Linked DNA regions of Mus musculus: region 1 is linked to region 2. The links are chromatin contacts, called in public Hi-C maps. All regions are on one chromosome and are shown on one strand. The core of a region is the stretch at or near the end of the contact, and the rest is flanking DNA. Distances in the headings are between cores, read along the strand shown.

Region 1 (4,768 bases), core at 188-2,687, 180 kb after region 2:
TGGTGCAGATTTTTCTGAGAAGCTGAAACTCAATGAAGTGTTCCAAAAGAAATGAAGTGGAGAAAGCAAGTGGCGGGGAGAGGTGCCCTGGTTCACCTAGGAGGCTGGTGCATTAGAACCTCTCTGCTAGCTGCACAGCTCTCGCCAAGTAAAGATGTGGGACCCTACTCCAGGCTAAACAGCTTAGACTCTCCACACATGAAAGGTGTCAGGTGGTGTGTGTGTGCGTGTGTGCTTCATATATACCCATAGGTCAGAAGACAATGTGTGGGAGTCTGTTCTCTCTCTCTCTCTACCATGTAGGTCTGAGGGGTCGAACTCAGCTTCTCAGGTTTGGGAACAAGTGCCTTTACTCTCGGAGCCAACCTCACCAACCCTTGTGGAACGTTTTGAATAGACTCCCTGGATGCTTCTAACAGGCTTGCTCAGGTTCAGAACCACAAAGGATGCTTCTGGACATGCCACAAGAACTAACTTCTTCAGGAAGGCGAATTACCACTGGCTGCTTTTCTTCCAACAGTAACTGCATAATAACAGGGCTTTGGGCGTGTGCTCAGGGGCCCAAAGGCCTCCTGCTTCTTCCTCTTTCTTTGGGCAAGCCTCTTACCATTTTTCTCTTTAGTTTTCTCTTCTGTAAAATGAAAGCTAGTAACACCTCCCTAAGGGAGTAGTTGTGAAAATTGAGGAGACATATATAATATAGTTAGTGTTTGCCTCATAGCTCATAAGAAGCTTCGTTCTCTCGAAATAAGTTGTTATCTGTACATTTACATAATAATAGCTCTAAAGTAGGCTGAAATCGTCATTCTGGGGCCCCTGGACAGGCAGGCAGGCGGTGTGCTTCTTGGTTGTCTCTGACAGAAGCCCATTGGTTTTCCTCCTTGGAAATGCTTTTCTCAGCAAAGGAAGACACATTCATGCAAATTGGCTCAGGTCTGCAGGTGCAGAGCGATCCGATCCGGAAATTAGCTTTCGCTAAAAATAAGCCAACTTGATCAGTTCTGTTCCCAGCAATACAGTGAGTTAGCAGAACGCTTCCCTTCTCGACAAATGAAATGCTGGGTCCGATGTATTGTAAAAATGCACCCATCTGTGGGCTGATGTGAACACAAGGAAGCCTTGAGCTATGAACAAGAGATTTAAGAGTTCTGGGAGGGAAGAGCATACCAAGATTTGCTTTTATGTTGGAAACTTCTGCCAAGTGGCAAAGCCTTGGGCTTCTGCCCGGGAAATCATGTGGGATGTGAAACAGCAACCTAAGTCCAGCGGTTGACCAAGGTGGTACGTCAGAGGAGATTCTCAAAGAAGCAGATCCCCCAGGGATGCTTTTGGTGAGCACCAAAATTGTTGCAAGAAAAGTCAGCTGGCCTCTACTCCACACAGTTAATTTGGTTCAACACAAACCGACTCTCATTTGCCTTTGCCTATCAAATCCGTAACATGGTCGTGGCTCTAAAGACCCAACTCCGAGAGGGTGGGCCATGGCTCAGTGGTTAAGAGCACTTGCGGCTCTTGCAGGAGACCTCAGTTCTGTTTTCAGCACTCATCTCAGGCAGCCCACGACTGCCTTTAACTTCAGCTCCCAGGGATTCAGTGCCCTCTCTGGCCTCCATAGGTGCCCACGTTTGTATGTTCGTACAGACCTACAGACACATAAAAATCAAAATTAAATGGAATTAATTTAATTAATTCAATTAATCATTAATTTGAAATTAAAATAAATCATATTTTAAAAGTGAAAGACCTGAAAAAGCATTGCCTTCTGCCAAGGCTGGACCAACTTCCCAAGGCTGATAGCTGCTTGTGGTTGCTTCCTCTCTACCCCAGCCCATGGTCTAAGCTCTCACTTACCTGATTCTCTGAACTAGGGAAGGGCAGAGAGAGGGGCCTTGTCTCTTGTGTTCTTCCCTGTGTGGAAAAGAGGTTGCAGGTCAGGGCCAACTGTTTGCTCAAGGTCACTTGGCTCTGACCCTGGTGAAGGCTCTCTCCTCACTATGTAGCATTTCCTCTTATCCTGGGGTGGGCCTCAGAGAAGAGAATATCGAAAGGCCACCGCAATTAACCCTACACTGGCTAGTTCCTTCAACAGCTTGAAGAAGATAATTTTATGTTTTTTTTTTCTGAGAGGTCTCAAGCTCTGGCAGGAAACTAGCAGAGGATTTCCTGAAGACACACAAGGGTGCTGGGGGAGTCAAACTTGGGTTACTGCTGTTCCCAGTGGCCTTTAAATAGTAGCTGTGTATCTCATGGATAGTAGAGCAGCAGGACTCATCTTGATGTTGGGGTGCGGACTGGATTAGAGCAGTGGTTCTCAAGCTGTGGGTCACGATCCTTTGGGATGGCTAAGGACCCTTGCTACATCTTGAAAAGCCTGCCTGCTCCATAATATTAGCCTCTGGGCTGTGGTTACAGTTGTAGGTGGGTGGGTGTGAACCATGGGTGGATAAGGGGACTGTGAATGATGGGTGGGTAAGTGGGCTCTGTGGGTGAATAGGCATACACCTGGGGGCTCCTTCTGTTGCTTGGATGTGATGGGATGAACATGTCACTTCTATAGTCACGTCTCCAAAACCTCTTTACTCCAACCTAAGGACAAAATAAATCATCAGATGAATTTCCCGCAAGAATAAGAAATCTATATAGAAGAATAAGAAATCTATATAGAATGACTGGAATATATCTCAAAGTCATGAAAACCAAAGAGAAAATGATGATACCTCACAGATATGAGGAGACCATGGACAGAGAAGAGTTAGATGCAGGACAATACTTGGGAATAGAAAGAAGCTAAAGTGGGACCTCATAAAATTGCAAAGCTTCTGTAAGGCAAAGCACACTATCAATGGAACAAAACGGCAACCAACAGATTGGGAAAAGATCTTTACCAATCCTACATCTGATAGAGGGCTAGTATCCAATATATACAAAGAACTCAAGAAATTAGACTCCAGAGAACAAAATAACTCTATTAAAAAATAGGGTTTGGAGTTAAACAAAGTATTCTCAACTGAGGAATATTGAATGGCCAAGAAACACCTAAAGAAATGTTCAATATCTTTAGTCATCAGGGAAATGCAAATTAAAACAACCCTAAGATTCCACCTCACACCAGTCAGAATGGCTAAGATCAAAAACTCAGGTGACAGCAGATGCTGGCGAGGATGTAGAAAAAGAGGAACACCTCTATTGCTGGTGAGATTGCAAGTTGGTACAACCACTCTGGAAATCAGTCTGGCTGTTCCTCAGAAAATTGGACATAGTACTACCTGATGACCCAGCTATATGACTCCTGGGCATATACCCAGAAGTTGCTCCAACATATAACAAGGACACATGCTCCACTATGTTCATAGAAGCCTTATTTATAATAGCCAGAAGCTGGAAAGAACCCAGATGTCCCTCAACAGAGGAATGAATACAGAAAATGTGGTACATTTACACAGTGGAGTACTACTCAGCTATTAAAAACAATGAATTCATGAAATTCTTAGGCAAATGGATGGAACTAGAAAATAACCATCCTGAGTGAGGTAACCCAGTCACAAAAGAACACACATGGTATGCACTCACTGATAAGTGGATATTAGCCCAAAAGCTCAGAATATTCAAGATAAATTCACAGACCACATGAAGCGCAAGAAGAAGGAAGATCAAAGTGAAATATGGGGACAAAGTATGGAGCAGAGATGTAGGAAAGACCATCCAGAGACTGCCTCACCCAGAGATTCATCCCATATACAGACACCAAACCCAGACACTACTGCAGATGCCAAGAAGTGCTTGCTGACAGGCGCCTGATATAGCTGTCTCCTGAGAGACTCTGCCAGAGCCTGACAAATACAGAAGCAGATGCTCACAGACAACCATTGGGCTGAGGGCAGGGTCCTCAATGGAGGAGTTAGAGAAAGGACTGAAGGAGCTGAAGGGGTGGTCTGCAACCCCATAAGAAGAACAACAATATCAACCAACCAGACCCTTCAGAGCTCCCAGGGACTAAACTGCCAACCAAAGAATATGCATGGAGGGACTCATGGCTCCAGCTGCATATATAGCAGAGGATGGCCTTGTCTGGAATCAATGGGAGGAGAGGCCCTTGGTCCCGTGAAGGCTCAATTCTCCAGTGTTGGGGAATGCCATGGTGGTGAGGTGGGAGTGGGTTGAGGGGAGCACCCTCATAGAAGCAGGGGAAGAGGGGATGATAGGAGGTTTCCAGAGGGGAAACCGGGAAAGGGAATAACATTTGATATGTAAATAAATAAAATATCCAATTTTTTAAAAAAGAAAGAGGCTAAAGTGGAAAAATCAGTGAATCTCAAATAAGCAGGGATTAATAGTAATGTATTGGTTTGGTTTCTTGGCCTTGCCAAATGTGCCAAACTGACAATGGGAGAGCTGTGGTGGTGCACATCTTTAATCCCAGCACTTGGGAGGCAGAGGCAGGCAGATCTCTGTAAGTTCAAGGACTACCTTGAAGTAGTTCCAGGCCAGTCAGGGCTACATAACGAGACCCTGTCTAAAAGAAACAACATAAAAAGAAGAAATTATATGGAGGGACCTGACAGCTCACTGAATCTGTCTATCTATCTATCTATCTATCTATCTATCTATCTATCTATCTATCTATCTATCTCTATCTATCTATCTATCTATCTATCTATCTATCTATCTATCCTATCTATCCTATTTATCTCTGAAACTTTGCCATAAATTATAATTTCAATATAATTCTATGAAAAAGACCCTGGATCTAATATCAGTAGTGTGACCT
Region 2 (4,522 bases), core at 1,702-4,201:
TGCACTGCCTGGTACGGCAGGTGCTGGGTCCATAGGACACAGAGATATTTCACAGAAAAAGGAACACAGATGGTCTCTAACATGTGTTTAGATCCAACCCTCAGTCGTCAGACAAAAAACACAAACTGAGGGTATGCTGCTACAACCTCACTGTTAGACAGGTAAATATTTATACTTGGCCATATTCCTTCTAGACAGGCTGGCAGAGTGAAAACCTATGCCACTCCCAAGGAGAGGAAAGGCAAGTCACAAAAGCTACAGATGCCAAGGTCTTGTGCTCTACCATTGAGCTATATCTCCAACTCCTTTTTTTGTTGTTGTTGTTGTTGTTTTGTTTTGTTATTTGAGACAGGGTTTTTTCTGTGTAGCCCTGGCTGTCTTGGAACTCACTTTGTAGACCAGGCTGGCCTCGAACTCAGGAATTCACCTGCCTCTGCCTCCCGAGTGCTGGGATTAAAGGCATGTGCCACCACGCCCGGCTTATAGCTCCAACTCTTAAACACATTGATTTTGAAAAACAACAAACAAACAAACCTATTTATTTGGGGGGTTGGCACATGCTCTAGAACTCTTGTCAGAAGACAATTTGCAGAGTTGGTTCTCTCTTTTCACCATGTCAGTCCTGGGGATTGAACTCAGGTCCTCAGATTTGGCAGCAAGCACCTTTACCTGCAGAGCCATTTTAGAGACCCCAGTATTTACTTTGCCCCAGTATTTACTTGGTAGGAACTTACCCTGTGGATCTGTCTATACATTTATAAAATGAAATAAATACAAAATCATTTTCTGTCATATCATCTGTAGTTATAAAATACTGACAATATCTCCGATGTCCATATAGAGTCCAGAGACAAATCCCTTGGTATCCATCTGGAAAGATCTGTAGAATGTATTGCTAAGTGATAAACAATATTATCAAATGCCAGCTAGCCTGTGATGCCTTTCAGGGGGCAGAGGGGCCAGTAAATGCATTTACATTCACTTTGATCTGTGTAAGGAGACACTGAGAAGATATGGACATCTGAAGTGGACTAAGAGATGGCGGGGCAGGGAGGGAAGACCAAAACTCTTTTCTGTTTTGTACTCTTTAAACTCATAAGCCATGGGGATATTTACCTCTTAGTTTGTTTGGTTGGATTTTGTTTGTCTTTGAAACAGAGTCTGGTGTATCTCAGGCTGGCATCAAGTGGTCATTCTCCTGCCTCAGCCTCCCAAGTGCTGAGATTACAGGCATAGGCTACCATGCCTGCTGGAATTTTCATGTCTTTAAAATCTAATCTTCAGAAACTTGAGTAAAAGTTGCTGGTTTGTTGCTTCTTGCTTCAACTTTCCACCATGGCTGTTCAAATACTGCTCGGGAAGCTCAGCTGTCCTTCACCTCGGAGGACACTGGGGGCTGAACCCCCCCCCCCAGAGTGGAGAGTGAGGTCCAAGTGTCTCCCTAGATTCTCATCTAGATAGATATCTGGATATCATGCCTGATACTACGCATACACTATAACTGCTTAATTGTTATATAGGAGGCTGCCCTCTCTGAGATGGGCCTGAGAGAGCAGGGTGATCCAAGCAGATAAAGATGGCCCCACAGGGAACGTACCCCGTGGGTATCATCCTCCCTGTCAGAGCTGGTCCTGGAAGATGACAAATGTGCTTAAAGCCAAGGAGCAGAGCATACCAGGGACAAGCAGGATGGTAAGGACTGGGCTGGGGTCTGAAGGGCCTGTGCTACTGGTATAGCTTTAGAAGGTATGCAGGGAAACTGAACTGAAAACATCCTCACTTTGGTCTGGACCTTTCCTGCTTTGTTCTGAGGCTGGTGTTCATGGAGTCCTGGCAACAGGAGTATCTTGGACATGTCAAAGTGATTAATGTCTCAAAGTTGTAACAGCATCTCTAGGAATTCATGGTTCAAACTGGCAGCTGAGATAGGCCAAGATCTTTGGAAGAAATAGAACACAGGTAGTAAATGTGAGTTTTTAAAACAGGCAACTGCTAGTCATATACCCCAGATATAATCAGCAATGATGAGGGGCTCTGTGGGAGGGGTCAGTGAAGATGGGGACCCCATGGGAATGACCTCTATGGGAGGGGTCAGTGAACCATGGGGTCAGTGAAGATGGGAACCCCATAGGAATGCCTGAAGTCTTCACAGAAAGAGGTGGCCTACAGAGAGGTCAACCAAGCAGGAAGGTGCAAGAATATCAGAACAGAAGTGGGTAAGCAGGGGCCTGAGACTGAAGCCAGAAGGCCTGGGCTTATCATGAGCCAGAAACCAAGCCAGGGCAAGGCTGGGGAGAGCCTGGGGCCTGGCGCACACTAAGACACAAAGATCCTGTGTGCTTGGATTTGAAAACACACCAGAGAATATATTCTAGAACACGGCATCTCCCCTGAAGGTGGTGTGTCCTCAGGGATGCTCGGTATTCAGTCCAGCCTCTTTTTGCCTGGAGCATGCCTAGGTCTTTGCCTCTGCAGGGAGAAGGCTCAGCTCAGGCTATTTAGAGGAGGCAAATGTGGTAGGATGTGTGGGTTTAGGTAAGTCCTAGGAGTGAGGAGTGTCAACAACCCTGAATATAGACCACAGATGTTCAAGGGGCGGAGCACTAGAAGACTCAGAGAGACCAGCATGGCCAGTCCTAAAGGAATTAACAGTGTCGGGGGGTATGGATGGATGGGGAGCCGGAACCATGGTAGGAGCCTACTATATGGGAACTTCTAATCACTATCCCACTCCCCTCTCTCCAACCACAGGGAGAGAAAGAAAGCAGTCGAGAGAGCCCCAGTCCTCCTCCTCCTCCTCCTCTTCCTCCTCCTCCTCCTCCTCCTCTTCTTTCTCCCCAGTGATTGTCTCCTGTGTCTGGGCTTATTAGGCAACATGCTACACGGGGTAAGGCCTGAACTTGCAGTGCCCCTTGCCCTCAACCAAGCAGCTTGTGCTGACTTCTGCTTTCTGCTCTCAGAACCCTCTCGGGGTGCCCGTCATCTCCACTGAGTCATCACCCACTCCTTCCTTTTCTTCCTTCCCCTCCCAAATCAGTCAGCGGCAACTCACTGTGGTAAGGATAATGTCCCCTGTTCTCACAAGCCATGTTCCCCGACACCAGGTTGTCCCACTGTCTGAGCTTCCTGCCCACAGGTCCTTGCCTAGCTCAGAAGCTCTCTTTCTCTCTCTCTCAACCCCCCCCTCTCTCTCTCGCACCCCAGCCCTCGACCTCAGGTACCTTACGTAGATCTTCAAGGTAGACTCTGTCCTTTGTAAGGTTGTTGGCTCCGTGACCAGGCTCTGAGTTGTACATGTGTTATGAATTCATGGGTCCTGACACCAAGCTCAGGGCCTGGACACTGGTGGGCTAAAATAACATGATAATTCTATTATCTAATCCTAGAAAATTCTAGGGAAATGTTTGTCATAATAAACCAATACAGGAGGAAGGGAAGTCCAGAGGCAGGGGGATGTACCTGCTTCCTTTCTAACAGCCAGTTCCTTTCCTGGGTTAGAAGCTGTTGGCCCATTATTGCAGCCATCTCTTACAAGAATAGGCTTGGGAGGGGGAAGGCATTGTAGCAAGAAGAAACTTCTGGACATTGTCTGGACATGAGTAGTTCTTGTTTGCTTATATCTCAAAGGACTCTAGACAGCTCCCCATTTTTGTTTCCCCTTTCTCTTCCTTCTTTCTCTGATCTTCCTTTATTTTAGACTATTCAATTAATTAACTAATTAAGTAATTTTTGAGACAGGGTCTCTTTTTGGGGTCCTAGCTGTCTGGAGCTCACTATACAAACCAGGCTGCCCTCAAACTTACTGAGATCTGCCTGCTTCTGCTTCCTGAGTGTTGGGACTAAAGGCATGCACCACCACACGTAGCTTTATTTTACACATTTCAATTACATTAAAAAATTTTGTCTTTATGAAGTCTTTTCTGATTCCAAACTGTCTCTGGAACTATCAATAGGGGTAATGTGGAATAAGGGTCTTTGCAGCTGTGTGGATTTGGGGCTGTGCTAAGTGACTTTAACATGGCTGCCTGCTGGCCAGAGAGAAGTTTTAAGAAGGAAGCTGCTTTAGGGGACCAATACCAGGCGGAGACTCTCAGACACAATGTCTTCAGTGCAAACTGCCCCAGTCTCTGCATTCCTTTATTTAGCATTTCTGGGTTTGGGAAGAAGTTCTGTCTATGGGCAGCTTTCTTTGTGCCCCTGTCCTGAAGAGCTTCTTGAAACCCTTGGTGTCCATGTGATGTTCCAGGATGACAGGAGACACATGGTCTGCTGTTCTGAACCCACTCCCCTTCTGCTGTGTTCTCTTCCCCTAGGCGTGATGGCTCAATATTTTCTGTGCAAATACATGCCATCTACTGAGGGTCTTTTGGTTAAAATCCATGGAATAAATAGGACGAGAGCCCTTGAAAGCCATGCCTTAGGTGGCCAGGAAATAATTGGTTAAACGGTCAAATGCAGTGGCTTGCAATGACTGGGTTTAGTGCCCATGCCCAAGAGCCTGTGCAAATCGTCTAGGGTCTGC

Evidence for each region. A called contact is a pair of places that touch in the nucleus more often than the background predicts.
Region 1: a Hi-C map of centroblasts shows a contact between it and region 2, with 2.4 times the contacts expected there. The contact joins two enhancer-like sites. A contact is called at or near these places in 1 of 39 promoter capture datasets (the C10 cell line), 2 of 484 Hi-C or Micro-C datasets (the HPC-7 cell line and centroblasts) and 2 of 115 datasets of contacts at active chromatin or transcription factors (the HPC-7 cell line and cardiomyocytes).

What each region holds. Positions count from the first base shown.
Region 1 is chr9:71,017,429-71,022,196 of GRCm38.p6, forward strand. Gm46119 (a long non-coding RNA gene) reads right to left here. Exons shown (of 4, transcript XR_001779225.1): 4 at 1-1,643. Among named protein-coding and RNA genes, the nearest start is that of Gm46119, 8.6 kb to the right of the region's middle. Within about 2 kb of position 1,438, at least 22 of the 459 cell types and tissues checked have an H3K27ac peak or open chromatin away from gene starts, as enhancers often do. A contact at or near this core is called in centroblasts, where this site is marked.
Region 2 is chr9:70,835,745-70,840,266 of GRCm38.p6, forward strand. The region is part of intron 1 of Lipc (lipase, hepatic); the gene reads right to left. Among named protein-coding and RNA genes, the nearest start is that of Gm32017, 76 kb to the right of the region's middle. Within about 2 kb of position 2,952, at least 103 of the 459 cell types and tissues checked have an H3K27ac peak or open chromatin away from gene starts, as enhancers often do. A contact at or near this core is called in centroblasts, where this site is marked.